2 separate regions of the Gossypium hirsutum genome follow, and region 2 is linked to region 1. A link is a contact called in public Hi-C data. All regions are on one chromosome and are shown on one strand. The core of a region is the stretch at or near the end of the contact, and the rest is flanking DNA. Distances in the headings are between cores, read along the strand shown. Region 1 has its middle 15 kb from the start of LOC107931051. Region 2 holds the start of LOC107931066 (phenylalanine--tRNA ligase beta subunit, cytoplasmic).

The links. Hi-C and Micro-C count contacts between places; a contact is called where the count stands out from the background.
Region 2: a contact with region 1 is called in a Hi-C map of leaf, with 2.5 times the contacts expected there. The contact joins the promoter of LOC107931066 here to the enhancer-like site in region 1. A contact is called at or near these places in 2 of 34 Hi-C or Micro-C datasets (both in leaf).

Annotation. Positions count from the first base shown.
Region 1 is chrA12:108,685,645-108,689,234 of Gossypium_hirsutum_v2.1, forward strand. No RefSeq gene overlaps it. Among protein-coding and RNA genes, the nearest start is that of LOC107931051, 15 kb to the left of the region's middle. Within about 2 kb of position 1,312, at least 4 of the 9 cell types and tissues checked have an H3K27ac peak or open chromatin away from gene starts, as enhancers often do. A contact at or near this core is called in leaf, where this site is marked.
Region 2 is chrA12:108,828,011-108,831,200 of Gossypium_hirsutum_v2.1, forward strand. LOC107931066 (phenylalanine--tRNA ligase beta subunit, cytoplasmic) reads right to left here and starts at 1,671. Exons shown (of 20, transcript XM_016862852.2): 1 at 1,503-1,671; 2 at 1,346-1,401; 3 at 1,154-1,254; 4 at 743-872; 5 at 540-655. The coding sequence starts at 1,560.

The DNA of each region.
Region 1 (3,590 bases), core at 62-2,561:
TTATATATTTTTAGAGTATAAAACTTGAAAATACTTCGCTGATCAACTCTGCATCAAAGTCAAATGGTAGCTTTCTAAATTTCGTAATCATATTTTTATTTATTAATTGTTTTTATTTTTTATACTATTTATTTTTTAGATGTTTTTAGAATTTATAAATGTTGGGGAAAAACTCAATTAAACAACAAACAAATAAAATATTAAAGAAATTGAAAAGATCAAACCCAAATAATTTACGTAAAAAAACTCTTCCGAAGAGGATAAAAAACTACAGACAAATATTATTTTAATATAATGGAAAAAACGAAGGGTACAAAGATGGAGACAAAACTAAATCCTGAAACCTGAAAAAAGAACTCTCAAAATGTAAACACAAAATTCTCTGAAAGCTTATGAAAGCTAATACCTAATTATGTTATGAGCTATTTTTTAGAGTGAAAAAGTTGTGGTCAAATAATAATAAAATAATTTACACTAATAAGAGTTTAAGTGTGAAACTAAAAAAATAAAGTTTAACTGGGAAAAGAAAAATAAAAAAATACGAGGCCACATTCCAATAATGCCACATTTCAATGGATTTTTTTCACAGCAGTGGACTAAATCTATTAACATGATGAATGAACTAGTGACCCAACAAACCTTCCGAAATATTACATAAGAGTCAAACTTTTGAAATTATTAAAAAATGACCAAACATTTTCAAATGTGCTAAAATAAGAGTTTTTTTTTTCACACTTCATCGTAATTTATTCTACAAAATAGGCGATAACAACATGTTTAAAATAGAACACATCACCATTAGGTTAGATATTACTTGAAATGACAAAAGATAAAAATAAAATTTGAATCTTGAGATACGACATTTGAAAAATTCTTACTTGAGCACCTTCTTAAATGTTCAACACTTATTTGACTATTTTGAAATGTCTGACTATTATACAAGTAACTTCTAAAAGGTTCAGCCCTAATTTGAGCATTTAATACATATTAAAATATAAAGACTTGTTGAAGGGAAGTCAGACTCGGACCCACAAATAATGGAAGTATAATGCTTATGATGTCTATGATTAGTTTTATCCCCAGTTTTTATCTCCTAACTCATAGGAGAGCCTAATCTGGTTCATAGAGTTTAGGAAACACATAGCCACCAAGGGCATGGGTTCAAATCTCATATGATACAATAGAGGGACCAGAACCATAATTTAACCAAAAGACAAAACCTAAAAAAAAAAAAAGGCAAAAAGGTGGGTGGAGGAGAGAGGGCATAGGGACAAGAGGTGAGAAACCCACGAAGCATTGTCGGAGAAACGGCCAACCCAACACTTGTTAGTGGGAAACAATACATCTATCAGTTCCATTTCATTACAATATACCCACCAACAATATCACCAATCAATTTTATTTTATTAATTTTAATTTTAATTTAATATTATATGGAGGTGATAAAGACAACACTTAGGTTGCTTTTTCCTTTTCATTTTCTTGTCCTAAATTTTTAGTGCTTTGTTTTCTTTCTCATATTTTATGATACTATTATCATAATGTCTAATATTAATATATATTATATACTTCCTAACCTCTTTTTTTTTTTTGTTTTCCCACTAACTTTTTCGTTTAATTCATTAATCATCGTTATAAAATCTTAGACATTTGTGTGTTATATCTTCCATTTAACGCCTCCTTTTTATTTTTTTATTATTAATTACTTAGCGGTAGATTTAGGGTTTAATTAAAATTTTGAAAGTTTTATTGGGAATTTTTAAAAATTTTGAAAAGCATAACTGACATTTTTAGGATTTTAATTTTTTTAAAGTCTAATTAAAAATTTTAGAATATTATAATGGTATAATTAAAATTTTTAAAAATTTAAAGGACCAATGTGTCTCTAAAGCTCAGCGACCGCTTGAATCTTCAAAAATAGAAATTCAACACTCTTCTTTTTACAAACTCATGTTATTGAATCCCGAATCAATAGACCACAACTTATTTTTTTCATGTTTTTTTATTGAAAAATTAAATTAAATAGGATTCAATATTTACTGTTGACACCATTTTTTTGACGGAAAACGGGGTCAACTTGGGTTTTGAAAAATGAAAACGAAAGTGGGAGTCGCCACCAATCTTTTTTGATGAGGTGTGATCGGGTCACCTAGAAGAGTGGCTGTTTTAATAAACGATTTAATTTTTATTAAAATAACGATTTTGGTCTACGAAATTCAGAAAAAAGGGTTCGGGAGTCGGTTACGCACGAGGAAGGATTAGCACCCTCGACACGCCCAAAATTGGTACCTTAGTTGATTATTTAATGTATTTATGTCGAAAATTAAAAAACTCGAAAAGAATTTAAAAATACGATCCTTCTTTATATTTGCGTTATTTTTTTAAAAAAAATTACTTGGATAAATCAAAATGAAAAATTCCTTCTTATCTCGAATTAACAAGATGTCACATCCAGTAAGTTAGGACACGACACCTCGTATTTTTAAGAGTAAGCTTGCCTTTTATTTTTATTTAAACCTCATTTATTTCAATTTTCAAAGGGTATTCGATTATTTAGGAACAACGCGAGGAAAATCGAAGCTCAGTAAGTTAGGGCACGATTTTCTCGAATTTTCTAAATACGAAATATTGCCTTTATTATTGAAAGTTTAAAAGGGTATTTGGCCATTTGGTCGAACGAGGAATCGAAACCCAGCACGTTAGGGTACGTTTTCTCGAACTTTTCAAACGCGAAATATTGCTTTTATGAAAGAATTATTTTCGTTGGGTAATTAATATAAATTCGTGGTAAAGTGGAATAGCGAAAAATGAGCAAACAAATATGAATTTCGATATCAATGAACATAACAGAATAAAAATAAATGCATAATAAGAATGATGAGATCAGAAATAGAGGAGTAAGACAAACAAGCAATGTAAGAGAATAATAAAAGATTAATAATAATTATAATAGTAAAAATAATAATAGTAATAATAGCTAAGTGGGAAATAGTAACAGTACATTAATAAGACGAATAATATAATAATAGTGATAGCACTAAAGAAAAGAAAAAAAAAATATATTAATAATAGTAATAAATATAATAGTAATAAATAGAAAATAATAGTACATTAATAATAATAGTATATGTTAATATCAATAATGATATGTATAAAAAGGAAATAATAATATGGTAAAAAAATATGTTAATAAAAATAAAAATAGAAATAAAAATAATATTAATAATGATATTAATAATAGTAATAAAACAGAGAAAAGAAAAAATATATATATAACGATGAAAAGTAATGATAATAATTATTATAATAGTAATGATATAAAATCAATGAGGTAATAAGCAAATGGGTATAAAAAGAAAATATAATCATAGTAATAATAGTTGTAGTAATAATAATAGTAAGAAAAATAGTGATAATATAACAATAATAGTAATATAACAAGAGAATAATAATAATAATAATAATAATAATAGTAATGGAGATAATAATAATAATAATGATACTAATAATAATATAAATAAAAATATAAACAACAAAAAAAAGCAATAGCAATAATAATAATGGAATGAAGGTGATAATAATAATAGTAA
Region 2 (3,190 bases), core at 421-2,920, 140 kb after region 1:
AAATTCAGATTTAGCCTTCATTTCTTCATTGTCAGCACTTTCAGTTTTCAACAATGTAATTTCTTTCTAAACTTAATCATTTCGGATTATTGTGACAAAACAAAGAAATCATCTTTGTCTTCATCAAAAACATTTCAAGAGTAAAGTGATTGTCAAAATTACTTTAAATTAAAATCCAGGCGCAAGAATCCTGCTCCAATTGGAAGCGAATATCAGTTTTAGTGCTGGAAAAATTCTAAATGGATGCGACACTCATTTCAACAGCTGAATGCAGCTACCACTCCCAAAATAACTTCCCATGCATAGAGAAATGAATTGCTCTGCATAGGGGCTAAATTAAATTTCAGTATCGTGAAGATGAAACTCATACATGTTGCTTTATACCAAATTTTGTGCACAAATTTCCCCCTTTTGATTACTTTTCACCCCACCCTGTCATCCCAACAAAGGTCATGCTAATTTATTTTGCTGGTTCAAGCATAAACAAACAGAGGCTACATAGAAAATGGTAAGCAGATTTACTAGGTAGATGAGGATACCTGCAAATGTTTTGGTGCAGCTTATCCTGGAGATCAATGAAGCTGTTATAGCTTGCTTCATCAAAAGTTATGCCCCTCAAAACCGCACAGGCAATAAAAGGCCGGATTAGAGATGTCTGCAAGCCAAGGGAAATAACTAAGCTATCGGTAACTTCCAAAAGTATGTCAATACCCAAAACCAATTTTTTAACCTTCAAAACTACCTCTTTTTTCACATGCATTTTAAGCATCGATGCCTTACTAATGTTGGCAACTGTGTATTTAGGTATCTTCTCCTTTCCATTGAAAACTAGAAGGGCTTGTGCAAGACCTTCCAAACAAAGTAAATCGTACCTGTCCAGGAATCAAAGAAACCTTCATTGAATTTTTTTCTTTTTAATTTGCACGAATTATCAAGTTCCAAGTAATTCTCCCCAATTTTCACGTAGATTAATTTCAAGTTGGAGCTATTTTTGCAAACGAATCTAACAGTTACTAGACTAATGGCCTTAATAAGATTAAAATAAACACATAAACAACATTCGAGAAGCTACCTACATTGTTCTATTCCTTCAAAATCATTAGAACGAAATCAAAGTAACATAAAATTTCATAAAGATAAGCAGTGATAAAACCTGTTAGCAGGCACTTCAATCTTGTAAATGATTTCATCATCAGCAGTAGGTTTTTCCTCTTCCAAATGTTTTTCTTTCGAAATTATTGCTTTCTCCGTTGTCTGATTCACAATATCAAATTCACTCTTCAAAATTTCAATACACATAAACGGTTTTCATAAATACAAATCGTAAGAAAACAAAAACACTCACCACATCATCAAGTTCAATCCCGAAACTGAAACACAGATCTTCAAACTCTTCTTGAGCTGAGAATTTTTATTTTTATTTTTTCACTTCCGTTAGATGCTAAAGAGAAAATTCGATTAAAAAATGAGGAAAATGAGGCTTTATTTAATTAGAGACTCACTGTAAGATCTGCCAAGAGCTGTGAAAAGACGATCCCTCCCAACGCTGACGGTAGGCATGGCGGCAGCTGTGTTTGTTTCTCAAAGCAAACACAGTCACGAAAAGGGTTTTAGCTATCGAAACTAGATTCCTATTGGGTGAATTTACCTGATAGGTACTCTATTATGGACATCTTATCAAATTAGTCTTTATACTATTAAATTTGAATGAACGACGACTCTCCAAATGATGGGTAGCCGTGGGGCCCGATAGGCCTTGGATAAAAATTTTCACACTTCGAGACTTAGCCTGAATTTAACTTAAATAATATAAATATTTTTTAAATTTAAATTTAATTAAATATATAATATAATTAAAAATATAATATTAAATATTTTAAGCTTATTATATAAAAAATATCCTTTAAAAATAATTTAATAATTAATTAATCCCTCAATCAAAAATAAAATTCATTGAGCCTTCAATCGAATTTAAACAATCTATTAACATTTCATCTTTTTACACCATTAACATTTTTGTTAAGTTCACCTTGGCCACGTGGCATGCAGTGAAATCTAATCATTTCTAGTATGTTTTTTTAAAAATAGTAAATATTCAAAAAAAATTAGATTTCTTAAATTTTTATTTTTTTATTAGTGAAAACAATTAAGAATTAATTGAGTATTGCTTAAATTTAAATATCAATTAAGAGATTTCATTGATTGAGAATTCACCCGTTCCAAAAATATTTATAAAAATATCCTTAATATATGTATATGTTAAGTTATTGATTTCAATAAATAAATATTTTAAATTTAAACTAAAAAAAATTTATTTATTTCAAAAATAAAAAAAAATAAAATAATTAAATTAAATTTTGATTAGGTTAGGAGTCAAGTATTCTGTTAAATTTCAAGTTTTGCATTTAGGGTGAAATTTTTTTTTGTTAAGAGCGGGAGTCAAAGGAGGCAAAAATTCGTCTCCTCCCACTGCATCCCTAAGTATTACCTTTAATATTTAACAATGGTTAGAAAAAATGTTGTTATATTTATATGAGTTTGAAATTTAATTAATTTATTTAAAGTGGAAAATTATTATAAATATGATGGCCCTTCCAAAAGGATGGTATTTTCAAATTTTGTAATTTGAGTTTGAAGGTTACTTTTATTATTTTTTAGGATAAAGTAATATGTATTATTCGAATATGATTACGTAGTGTTTTGAGATTGTGTCAAGTTTTGAGATTCACGTGGACTAAAAAGATATCCGTTGACTAAGTAAAATTTGTTAAGTTCAGAGACTAAATATTGTTTTACCTCAGTTATTTTTAAACAATATCTAAACTACTTCTAACTCAAAATCCTTAAAAGTAAATTATATTCCATGTTCTAGCATGTTCAGATCCATATCCTTTAAATTACAATAGCATTACAATAGTAATAGCAATAAAATTAACTGTACAAAGATTTAGTCCAATAATTTTATAATTATGCAATAAATAAATGAAAAATCATTATCGGGATTAATTTTGTACAAAGAATGAATATATATTTTTACATACACAAAAGAATATTTTGAAAAATCAAAAGATATTTGTACATACGAGATTCTTTTGCCTACAATCTTCAAATGCATTTATGCATCGTTCTTCAACTTTATTTTTCTTCTTACTTGTGGCACCAATAGAAAGAACCCAAAAAATGGTGGACC